Regions from separate parts of the Sus scrofa genome. Here region 1 is linked to region 2. A link is a contact called in public HiChIP or PLAC-seq data. All regions are on one chromosome and are shown on one strand. The core of a region is the stretch at or near the end of the contact, and the rest is flanking DNA. Distances in the headings are between cores, read along the strand shown.

The links. HiChIP or PLAC-seq counts read pairs in DNA pulled down with a chosen protein or histone mark.
Region 1: a contact with region 2 is called in an H3K27ac HiChIP or PLAC-seq map of skeletal muscle. The contact joins two enhancer-like sites. A contact is called at or near these places in 1 of 47 Hi-C or Micro-C datasets (embryonic fibroblasts) and 1 of 2 datasets of contacts at active chromatin or transcription factors (skeletal muscle).

The regions. Positions count from the first base shown.
Region 1 is chr10:66,283,042-66,289,664 of Sscrofa11.1, forward strand. All of the region lies in intron 2 of LOC110255728 (a long non-coding RNA gene), which reads left to right. Among named protein-coding and RNA genes, the nearest start is that of KLF6, 200 kb to the right of the region's middle. Within about 2 kb of position 1,565, at least 24 of the 83 cell types and tissues checked have an H3K27ac peak or open chromatin away from gene starts, as enhancers often do. A contact at or near this core is called in skeletal muscle, where this site is marked.
Region 2 is chr10:65,957,389-65,963,432 of Sscrofa11.1, forward strand. No RefSeq gene overlaps it. Among named protein-coding and RNA genes, the nearest start is that of AKR1E2, 270 kb to the left of the region's middle. Within about 2 kb of position 4,238, at least 6 of the 83 cell types and tissues checked have an H3K27ac peak or open chromatin away from gene starts, as enhancers often do. A contact at or near this core is called in skeletal muscle, where this site is marked.

The DNA of each region.
Region 1 (6,623 bases), core at 315-2,814, 320 kb after region 2:
CACACGACAGTTTTCTAGCGGGATCAGGGACACATTTTGTATTCCGCTAGGTTTCAGCTAAGAATATTTTCCATCTCCAGTCAGTTTGATTTTCCCAGCTCCGCTGGATGCTAAGAACCATGTTTAAGATGAGTCTCCGCGTTAATCATAAATATGCATCAGCTTCCAACCCTGTGCCAGCGCACGCGCCCAGCCCCTCCGGCTCGCCACCCCGGAGCCCTGCAGCCCTTCCCAACCCCTCTCCCCTCCTTTCAACTGCCCCTCGGCAACACAGACACACACACACACACACACACACACACACACGGTCTGTCCTTTCCACTGGTCAGCCCCACGGGACACAAGCAATGCAAAATCGTGGGGAGGGGGAAAGTGGTCAATGAGTGCACAGAAACAAACAGAAATCGGAAACTCCACGAGCTAAAGAGACCCCCCGGCTGGCATCTGGAGACTAACGCAGACTCTCAGGGGTCGCTCAGGCTTGCAGTTGGGGATGAAGGTGGAAACCAGGATGTTTCTTTCTCCTCTTCCCAAATCACAAGGACTCTGCTCACTCCGGGCGGACTCGGGTTGGTCGGGAGAGTGGAACCCGGGGCTGGTGGTCAGGCTGGTTGGGAGCTGATCGGAGCAGGACCACAGGACGAAGGCTGGGCACCCTCGGGCAGGCTGCAGGCGGCGTCTGGGAGATGCTCCCCCGAGATGTTCCCGCCGATGTGCTATGCTGTGCTGTGATGATTCCACCTCCCTTCCCATCCGTGGCAGCTGGCCTTGCTTTAAACTGTGGTTCCCAGCCTTGGCTTCCCTTTGGAATCCTCTGGGGAGATCTGGAAGCTTCCAGAAGGACAAATCTAGGAGGCACCCAGACCAATTAAATCAGGGTCTTCTTGGACCCCGAGATGAGTAGATGCAGGCATGGCTGACGCCCCCTGGAAAGGGTCCAACGAGAAGCAGGATGAAAGAGGCAACGCTCCAAACCAGAACCACCCAGAACACCACTGTTTGAAGGGCTTTGTTCTAGGGGAAAAGGGCACACATTCGATCCCACTCTCCTCCTCTCAGAAGACACTCTGCTTTATGGAAGTGAATGTAGCGTCAGTTATGGAACTCCGCACAGAAATGTTCGGTTTTCCTGCTTGGGTTTACAGCATCTCTTATTCCTCCAGCTATAATTTTATATGAGGCCTTGCTGGCATTTGCAGAGTAAAACATTACATGTAGTTTCCAGTGCAAAAGGTGTAGAAAGTTTTGCAAAACTCTGGAAGGGGAGAGAGCAAAAGGTTTATCTTCGGGTCATCACATTTTTATTTGATTTTTTTCCTCCTTTATACCGGTTGCTGTTACTTTAAAAGTCTTCTGGCATTTAACTGGCAATAAACAGGGCAAAACAAACTGTTCCTTCTTTTAGATTGTGCAATTTTTTATGGCTCTGTTTTAGAGTCACCAAATATGCCTTTTAGAAAAAAAATGCTTGTTTAACCACCTTCTGTTTGTATAGCAGTAGGGCTATTCGCCGACAAACCTCAGGGGTGAGGCAGTGTTTTCGGTGGAACTCAAGTTTCTCAAAGGTACTTAGAAACAACCTGACGTTAAGTGGCAGTGATGCTACGAGTCCCTCAGGCAGGAGAGTGCATGTCGCTGAACCAAGGATGGGCTGAGCTCATTTTGAGCCCAGTTGTCATGCCCAGATGTTTAAAGCAAGTGGGGTAGTCAGCAGGATCACAGCTGGAACCGAAGGAATCAGTGTGGGATAATCTGCTGACACGACAGTCTGGAAGCCAGTGGCCAGAGTGAATGTTTCCACGATACATCAGCGAGCACATTTGTGACCCCAGAGGCAGTGCCGGCAGGGAGGGTGAGTTCTATCTTGGCCGACACGGTGCCGTGCTTCAGGTTTTCCCATCTTTGATACATTTCCACATCGACCTAAAAACTTTAGGGTCCTGAGTTAGCAGCAAGGGGGGGAGTTGCACTGCAACCCAGTCTTCAGGCAGGAAAAGGAAAAAAAAAAAAGTAGGATTTCAGAGCAGCAAGTACTTTAACATTTAAAGACAAAATGTGAAGAATTTGGAGAATTCGTATGCTTCTCCAGACACATACATTTTGTTTTTTTGCAATAGGTTTTGCTGCCTCCAAGGCAAGTAGAGCAATAACCTCTGCCATCAAATAGCTTTTTGTTTGTTTTTCATCATTGCCTTTATTTATTTATTTACTTTGGTGTGGTCATAGCAGCAACCTAAAATGAAAAGGCAATTATTGCCTGCTTAGAACGAGATTCCAACCCCAGAAACCCTCCTTCCAGAGTTTGTGTCTCCTGTGTGTTATTACACAACACGATTAGAATTCTTCTTCTCTAACGTTGCTGTATCTCGCTGCCACCTTCATCCGAACATCATCATCATCTGAATAGTATTTAATTTTATGGCACATTTCCTTCCGACTGGATCCTTTGCTAAGTACATTATCCGTGCTGTTTATTTAGTACAGCATTAGGAAGCCTGTATGGTGTTATTGTACCGTTTTGCCATCAAGAATTGTAGACAGCTTAAGTAACAGCCAAATACTGCACAGCTAGAAAGCAGAGCCCACCTCTCCTGTTTTAAAAATCCCCTAATATAATGTGAAAACCTGTCAATTTCTCCCTGTAGCTTTGGCAGTGTTTTCTCTCACGACTTTGTTGTTGGATGTATACCTAAGTTTAGTTATAATTTCCTTGGGAAAGGGAAGCATTTCAGATACACAACAATTACTGTCTATCTTTAGGATGCTTTTCTGCCTCTGAGCTTCTTCTGTCCGGTGAGATAGTATTACTCTAGCTTTCTTTTATTAAATATCCCGTCTGGAGGGTGCGTTTGTGTGTGCATTTAAAGTAAATGCAAAAAACCAGAATACACGCATATACACACATATGTATGTATGTACACATATATGTATCTAGCAGTATATAGATACATGTGTATATATAAACGTTTATATATATGTATATATATAAATGTTTATATATACGTATATATATCCATTGCAAAGATTTTAGTGCCCAAGTTTTCTAAATTCTCATAATTTCGATGTGTCTCTTGTAAATGGCGGTGAACTCAGAGTGTCTACACCAGCTGAAATACGTACATTTGAATTAGGAAGTCGGGCCCGCTGGTGTTGCTTGATGCCCTGGAGAGGGCTAACTGGTGCGCTCAGCATCCTTGTCCACTGCTTCCCTGACTCGTGGTGCCTCTCATCCTCTCACGGAGCTGAGGGAGACGGAGCCCAGGGGACAGGATGCGAGCCGAGGAGCACGGGCGACTCCAGGGAGCGGGGCCGAGGCCTCAGGAAGAGGCCACGGTCTCCCCTGCCGCCCCCTTTTCCTGCCGACTCCCAAATCCTGATAGATCCACGGGCACCTGGGAGCCGGAGGAGAGGAGGACAGAGCCGCGTCGGCCCTGCCCAGGCCCCCAGGGCCGTGAGGACAGAGAGGCGGACCCCACATCTTCGGGGGAGAGGCTCTGCCAGGACGTCACTTCCCTCTCATCTTGTGCTGTTGTGTTTTTCCCACTCAAACCACACTTCTTTCTTCACTTTTCCTCTTTCTTGAATTCTTTCGAATCTGTTGAGGTTTTATTCTCACACCATTTCAAAATTACCACGTTTAATGTGTAAGCCCTATTTCTGTCATTTTGATGTTCTTATATGGTTTTCATAAGGAAATGGAAGTGTAGTCAGTGTCTTTTCCCTCTTCTAGTACAAGACCAAGGTTTGGGAACAATGTCTGTCTGTAACCTTTTGGTCCAGTATTTTAAGTTAAACTTTTAAAATGCTAGAAATCAAAAGTTTCCTTCGTTTAGGTTCAGTTTGTGACAAGTGCTTTGCTTTTGTCTTTTACACTCATCATTGAAAAATAATTTTACTGAGGATACAACTGGCTTGATTGTTGTTATTTTTTTCTGCAAATATGAAATAACTTTAATCTGTTTCAGCTTTCCATCTTTGCGGCTGGTTAATAACACTAGTCTGACTGTCATTCCTCTGAAGGGAACCTGGCTTTGCTTGGTGAGAGGTTTCAGGAACTTCTCTTTGTTTGAAATTTCCTTATTTATTTTATTTTTATTTTTTGCTTTGAAGAGCCACGCCCGTGGCACATGGAAATTCCTGGGCTAGGGGTTGAATCAGAGCTGCAGCTGCCAGCCTCCACCACAGCCACAGCAACGCAAGGGATTCCAGCTGCGTCTGCGACCTACACCACAGCTCATGGCAACGCCCGATCCTTAACCCACTGAGCGAGGCCAGGGATTGAACCTGTGTCCTCATGGATACTCGTCAGATGTGTGACCCGTGAGCCACCACGGGAACTCCTCTTTGTTTGAAATTTCGTCTGGAGGGTTCAGCTGTGGATTTCTTTATCCTGCCTGATCCTGGACTTTTGAACTCGAGCTTTGGTGTCTTTCAAGAAACCCAGGAAAGCCTCACAGACTCAGTCCTCGGGGCCTTTCTTCCGGAATTCTGATGGATAAATTGCAGGACCCTCTCTCATCATTGGGCCCTTGAATTTTCTTTGCCCCGTTCCCTTTTTTTCCTCTTACTCCAATTTGTAATATTGGAGCAGATTTCTTTTCCAGTTCATTGTTGTCTCTTCACAATTAAGATTGAATTAAACTGAACTTTGTTTTTTAGCTTTGGCTCTTTATTTCTCATGTCAAAAAATTCAATTTTTTCTCCTTAATTTCTTGTCTATTTTTAAGGTCTTTATTATTTGCTTACATTTTTAATCACTTTCTGTATTTAACTATATGAAATATCTAAGTAAATATTTATTTATACACATTAATTCCATAGATTTAGATTAGATTAGTTTAGATTTGATATAGTGCCTGTGTTTTGTTTTGGTTTCTTTGGCCGGGGTTGGGGGGGGGGGTTCTGGCCATGCCATATGGAAGCTCTCGGGCCGGGGATTGCATCTGAGCTGCAGCCACAACCTATGCACAGCTGGACGCCACAAATCCTTAACCCACTGTGCCACAGAGGGAACTCCTAGTGTCTAGAGATTTAAATCTTGCAGTTTAGCGGGAAGCACATGGAAACCTGGGGCTCCTTCTCACAGGACACAGCAAGTTTTCAAGTGGCCAGTCTCTGGGCGAGGGTCCCTCAGGACTGTGAGGTCTCAGGAATTCCATGGCCATCTGAGGCTAGGAAGGGGCGGCGGATGGGACCCCAGGCGGGCTCTGCCCTCGGGTGGTTGTCAGTCTGGCCGGGTGCCCCACCCCCACCCCGAGCATCCGCATGTACCACCCTCTGCACCGTCCCCACACCCTCCCTCGGGACCACATCCCAGGCATGTTGCCCCTGTTTTAACCGCGTTTTCAGGTCATCCTGTGCTCTTCACAGGGATGGCTCCCCGGAGGAGGTGGCAGGAGGTGGACCTTGTTTTAAATCCCAGCTCCCTCCTTAAGAATCTCTGCGACTGCGTTTCCAGCCTGATGCGGGGTGGGGGGGGAGGGCTTCTGATTGCAGGGAAGAGGAAGAGATTGTATTTGTGCGCATCTGTGTGTGCGTGTGCCCACACACGCCGAGTTTTTCTTTCAGGAGGGGTGGAAGGCTCATGAATGGCAGGAAGCCCCTTTTTCCTGCATCGGCCAGTGTTTTCCGTGTCCTGGGAAATGCAGTAGGTGCCTGGTTCTCACAGCGAGGCTCTGATGTGGGGCTCTGTGCGGCGGATCGGTTTCCATCGAGGCATCGCACAGGAACCGAGGACCACCGACCCTTCAGCACAGCCTCGCCTGCCTCCCGGACCCGCGGCCCCACACCTGCTCAGGGCACCGGTCTTCAGGGTGGCAAGTCTTCTCTTTACTGCGTTCCTGGGCAATTAGGAAAGGACATTTCTGTGCGCATGTTCCCAGTGGAGCAGAAAAGCAGCGCTCAGCCCATCATTCCTCGGAAGAAAAGACCTGCCGTTTGAAGGTATCTTTAATAACCAGAAAATCAGCTGTGAAACGTGCCGGACTGCCAACAGGAGGGAAAACCAAAAAGCCAAAAACACAGTAAAACCCTTTACTTCATTCTGCACGTGTTGGTTTTCCACATTAAATAGAGAGGTTAAGTACTACCCGATACTCATGCAGGTCAGAGAATACTCTTACACACACACACACGCACACGCACACACACACACACACACACACACACACAGACTATCGTCCCATTTTTTTATTCTGAAGAATAATTTGTGGTTAGACAAGATAGCCAGGTCAAAGTGCACCTGCAAGGGCCACTCGTTTCATGGACCTGGAAAACTGCTCCCGTTTCCTTTGCCTCTTAGAGGACGGGATCTCGGCGATGCCTCTGCCTCAGGGGGTTCATGAAAGTTCGTGAAAGTTCGACTGGAGGCTGGCATTGAGGAACCTCAATGGTACAGTGGCAATGCAAAAATAAAAGTAATCTTTGGTAAAAACATGAAATCGATCAAGATAGACAAGAACAAGTGAAACCACCAATAATTCCCCGGTGGGAACAGTTCCTGTCTACCTGCACCCTGGCTTCTGGCTTTCCCCACGCCGTCCCTGCTGTGTGTGTGTGTGTGTGTGTGTGTGTGTGTGGTGTGTGTGGTTTTGCTCGCAGAAGTGGGACTCGACACCCAAGAC
Region 2 (6,044 bases), core at 2,988-5,487:
GGAACTTAGCAACGAGATAAAATAACAGCTGTATATTTTGCAGAGAAGTTTGCTTAGGAAGGCAGTTGCCATGGGAACGCCTGGCAATAGCGATTTGATTTTGTGTCGAATGAAAGCGATGAGTTTACTTTGTCTCCGTTGTTTTCCTCCCCCTGGCAACTTCTGGAGGAAAGAGAGAAGGCTAAGTAGCCTTTTCCAGAATTTGCATATTAAAAAAGCAATCCACTTCATTTTTGAATAGACGGGGAGAAGACTCTATGGACAAGCGCTCGAATCATGTACTTTACACCAACAAATACGTATTGTGTAAATTTACTGTATTTCAAAAGCGCTCAGACGGCCTCCGCTTTGTTCGGTAGTCCCACTTCACTCCGATGAGTCACATTCAATAAGTCCTCAGAAATGTGCCCAAAATAGTTGCAGCTGGGAGATAAAAAAAAAAAAAAAAAAAAAAATCTTATGAATGAGCAAAAACGAAGTGAATTATACGCCGCGGGGAAGTCTCTCAATGAAAAAAATCTGGTAAACAGACGCTGGGGTGGGGGCACGGGAAACAGATGCTGACTGATAAGGATTTGCTTATTTTACCAGGGAGACAGGGCATGGCGGCGCTGAGGCTCCAGTGAGGGTTTCGTGGGCTGTTTTCTCCCTGCAGGTGGCAGGGCTTCCGTGAACTGAAATATGGGCATCAAAAGATGACATGCCCCTCACCCCTGAGAGACGTGGGGCAGTCATTTCTTTCATTCAGATGGAGGAATTCAAGATGGGCAGGAGTCACAGACGCCTGCAGAAGATGGCTTTACCGCACAGCCCTGGAAGGTCCACCTTCCAAGGCCAGGGTCGGGTGTCACCAAGGAGGGAACAAAAGCCAGTTCACACTCTCTCCGGAGCACATCCTTTGCCCTCGGCTTCCATGTCAGGCCTCCTCCCCGAGAAAGCCTATTTTCAGATGACCGGACAAAGTGACAGCAGATCTGCCATCTCTAGGGATTGCCTGTTGTGTCCGGGTGTAGAGAACGATCATTTCCCAACAGAGTCAAAATCTGTTTGTTTCAAGTAAGCTCAGAAAGCCTATGGAAAGTCAGAGAGACAAGGAACAGATTTATTTTTAAAGCAGAGTCATTAGAAAGACAAAGAAACTGGAGGCTTCTGATCTTCATTATTTTCGAAAGCTGTGAGGCCTCTCTCTAGCTGTCGGAGCTTGGCTTTCGCTTGGAGAAGGAAGAATGGCCCTTGCACTTAGCCCTTCACCTTTCTTGGCTGGTGACTAAGTCAGCAGTCTTGGGGGATACACGGAGAACTCTCTGAATGCATTCGGTGGAAGCTGAGTCTTGGTGTTTTCAGGGCTGCTTTGACAATGTAAAGCCGCTTTATAGGAAAGCCGGTCCTGTTTTGACCAGGAGGCTTTGCCTGATGGTGCATTGCTTCTGGCCTGTCTCTGAGCAGCTCGGAGCAAGCCAGCCTGGAACAGGAGAAGGGGACCTTCAGAAGACTTTGCAAGAGTTAATGTTTATTTCACACGCATCATGCATCCCACACTGTGACTTTTGAGCATGACTTGACATTCACAAAACAACACTGGGAGGTCAGCACTCTTACTGTTGCCACGTTAGAGGCAGAGACGCCGTACAACCTGCCCACGTTCTCCAGGTGGATTCTTTTAGGAGCCTGGGCTGGGTCCTGAGCCGGTTAAAAGGCTGCAAGGCGCTCTCACCGCCCACGGGTCGGAGGTCAGCTGGGCCATCCTCCAGCTCCTCCTGCCTCTGACCACAGAAAGCGCAGTGCACAGCCAGCGACCTCTGGGGCTTGTCCCAGCTCACTCCCCAATCCGTCTTTTTCCATATACTTCTTTTTATTTCGTTTTCCTGCTGATCTGGAACCTACTCAGCTATCTGGAATTGTCTTGAAATGCACTCATGGCCTTGACTAATTTGACTATTGACAACCTTGTTTTAAAATTATCCCCATCTGGAGTTCCCCTTGGGGCTCAGTGGTTAACGAACCTGACTAGCATCCATGAAGACACGGGTTCGATCCCTGGCCTAGCTCAGTGGGTTAAGGCTCTGGTATTGCCATGAGCTGTGGTGTAGGTCACAGATGTGGCTCGAATCCCACGTTGCTGTGGCTCTGGTGCAGGCTGGCGGCTGTATCTCTGATTCGACCCCTAGCTTGGGGACCTCCTTATACTGCTGGTGTGGTCCTAAAAAACAAAAAGACAAAAAAAGAAAAATTAAAAAAAATAAAAATAAATAAAAATCCCCTAGCTAATCATGATGTACAATAGCAAAGCAAAAAAAAAAAAAAAAAAAGAAAGAAATAAAATTATCCCCATCTGAGGTTATTAGAATATATCTGAAATAAAATTAGGGCCATATGAAAATGGAATATAGAGCCCACACTAATATAATCACAGAAATGAAAGGTTAACGAGAGTCCTCTGAGCTTCAGAAAGTTTTATCTTTGGATATGGATATGGTAACAAGCTACTATTTTATCTTCACTTTGGACTTAATATGAAAAGATACCTTTATCCTGGAAGAGAAATCACACGAGCTGTACACGGGAAGGACACTGGGCTGGTGCGCGGGAAGCCCAGAGCTTTGCCAGAACTTCAGTAAGAGAAATGCCTTCCACGGGGAATTGGCCCACGGCAGTCCTTGCTTTGAATACCCAGCTCAAAATGCAAGGCGTAAGGTCAAAGGATCAGGATGGATGATCCTGTGATTTTATGAACCAGAGGTTCTATAAATCTATTTCAATCTCTAAAGGTGCTATATTCTGACACTTTTTTTTTTTTGCATTTCTTATTTAAATGCTTTTTTAGCCTAAAAATAGTTTGACACGTCCAGGAATCCACTATTGCTTCTTAATACTGTATTAAAGTTAAAAAATAGCCTAACAAATCTAATGTACTGAGATAGTTGCTCAAGTTAAAAGCGGAAGATCTGTACCTGAGAATAAACATAGAGGACTGATCTTAGTAGAAATAGGCAGCAATATTTTAAAGAGAAGCTCTTTTTTTCTGAATCCTTTTGTTACCTTATTTTCCCCTTACCTCCTCACTTCGCTGAGTATAAAACAAAGAAAGGAAATTGGCAGCAGATTCAGTAGGATTTCAGAGCCCCAGAGGACAGAGGAAACAGGTGCTGATGCTGCAGCTGTATCCATTTGTGATGGTGCACGCCCAAGGAGATGCATGTACCTTTTCGGCGTAGAAACAGCCGTCACAGAACTATCACAGAGGTATGAGTGCCGATGCCAGACCTGCTTAGGTGCAGTTGCATTCGACCCCTCTGCTCTCTCTCTGCAAAGGTCTGGGAAGAATCACTTTCTAACACAGGGGAGGAGAGCTGTTCCTATAAACAGTGTAAATATGTTTTCTAGTTGAGAGCCTGGTGTGCCCTTCGAAATCATCCCTCATAATTGAGCAAGATGTCCTCGTACAAAGCGCTTTTAGAAATAATGCCAGACGTATTTCACGAGGGGTAGCGGAGCTCTGAAATGAATTACAGAGACTGTTAGGAGAGTGCCTGAAAACTGAGAACTCAGATCTCTAGCTCTGCTTGTCAGATCCAAACCACTTCCGACATCCGACATTTATTATTTTCCGAGTCTCCCGCTGCATGGCCATCTTTCTTCCTTATCCCCAAATATACCTAAACTTAAAACTATAGACATGTAACTGTATGTAAATATGCATATACACAAAGGTTCGATCCAGACTTTGAGATGTTGCTTTCTGCTGGATGGAGAGGATTGGAAAGACAAAATTGACGATGCTCCATGGTATGAATTTCTGCGTCACCAAGTCTAACATTTGGTCTCTTGCAGATTTTTGAGGTGGTATTATAGATACATACAAATAATCACTGAAATTCAGTTTGGCTTTGACGACGTGTCCAATCGGAGATGTTCTGTCCCCATAGAAATCCACTTTTAAGACAGAGATTTTACTACGCTCTTAAGTAGATGTTTTACTTAATCAGACGGGTTTGGATAATTATTAACATTGTTTTTCATCACAATTTTAACGAGCAATTGCTGGATGATTTGCCAAGCCCCCTCCGCCAGTCTCTGACTGAGGGCTGACCCATCTGCAGCCCACGTGGTCACATGGGTGACTCCCAGTCCTTGCATTGGCCTTGTATTTTGGCTGCAATCAGCTACTTAGACTAGGCTAGTCACAGCTCATTCCAAGGACTTTGCAGCTGGGAGTAAGAGACCTGTGCTATTTCCTTCCCACAGGCTGGATCCTTACCACGTTGGAAACTTTTGGCAGCCTTGACTTCTACCATGTGGAAGAGTGAGGCAGAGGAAGCAGCTGCAAAGAGAAAAGAGCGAAGCAGACGTACAGAGGATGTTTCGCCAAGACCTTCCTTCCAGATGGGCCTCAGAAATAACTCAGAGCATCTGCTCTTCAGGTTTCCTTTTTTTCATCTCCTAGGGTTTCATGCTGCAAATAAATACACGTTGTAAAAAACCTTGTAAGTAAAATGCCAAAAGGTTCTGTGCATAAAGAAGTATAGACTCACGAGTACAAGTGACCATTAGAAACAATCAGTAAATAATGCCTCGTCTGAAGTTATTCTCAAAAAACTCACATACATCATAATGAATGGCACAAAAACACATGTTCAGGAAAGCAAATTTATAAGCGACTAAAACATCTGAATGGCTTCAAAGGGATTCCAAATATGACATAAATACACTAACATGAGAGGGGAAGCTGGAAATGGCTCCAGGAATTTATTCTCTCAAAGCGCTAATAGCTTTAGAAAATTGAGTAACACATCCGCTAATGGGCTAAGCAATGTCTTTATCAAACAATTTTTCCTGGCTCATACTGGCTGTGAATTAGTATTCGGTGGTACGTAGGAAAGCGTGTATTTTTCATGAAAGATTTTATCATACTTCCCCCAAGCTATGGAACATTGCATGCTAAACCATAAGCCGAATCACCTATTTTAAGCATCATACTTATTTCTATTATCTACGACAGGCTATAGCGTTCCTCTGATGTTCACAACCCCTCTAAATGTATTCACATTCTTTTTGGTATCTCTCTCCCAAGGTTCATCCAAGCTTTGCATATGAAAGCTTTCCCACCAATGTTCTTGAGGAACAAGAATTACAGAGATATTATATCAAGACTTCTGTTAAATAACTTCTAACAGAATGGTCAATCCTTTTTAATCATCATTCAGCAAGTAACAAATACCTCATAAATGTCTTTCCTGTATCATACAGCTCTGACCTAGTGCCTCTCCGGACTTCATAAAATGCAAAGTCAAAAGAAAGAGATGTCATAATATCACTTTGGGTTAGTTGCCTGGGAATGACATAAACCACCTTCTCTTTTTGAATTAAAAATTTTGATAAGCAATAATTTCCACTGGTTTTGCATATCTTTTTGTTGTCTGTCCAACGAAATAACTCTAGATTATTTGTAATTTAGAAATAATTTTATTCCTTTTCTTTCTTTCTTTTTTTTTTTTTTGCTTTTTAGGGCCACACTTGTGGCATATGGAAGTTCCCAGGCTAGGGCTCAAATCAGAGCTGCAGCTGCCAGCCTAAACCACGGCCCCAGCAATTCCAGATCTGAGCCACATCTGTGACCTATACCACAGCTCACAGCAACCTACACCATAGCTCACACCAGATCCTTAACCCATTGAATGAGGCCAGGAATAAAACCCGCATCCTCTTGGGTACTAGCTGGGTTTGTTACTGTTGAGCCACAAGGGGAACTCCTAGAAATAATTTCAAATGAAAAGGTATTTGCAGGACTCAAAGAATCTTTTTTTTCCTCCTGAACCACAGTGTCTCATCCAGCTTAAACGCTTTAGTGCATATTTCTTATAAACAAGAACATTCTCCTTCACAACCAATATACATCAAAATCAGGAAATTAACATTACACGTTATCATCATCTAACCTAGAGGCCCATTCAAGTTTTGCCAACTGTTCCCATAATTTCCCCCGGGAATCTAGAAGAGCCAACTCAGATGACATCCTGCATTAAATTGCCCGATCTCTCTAGTCT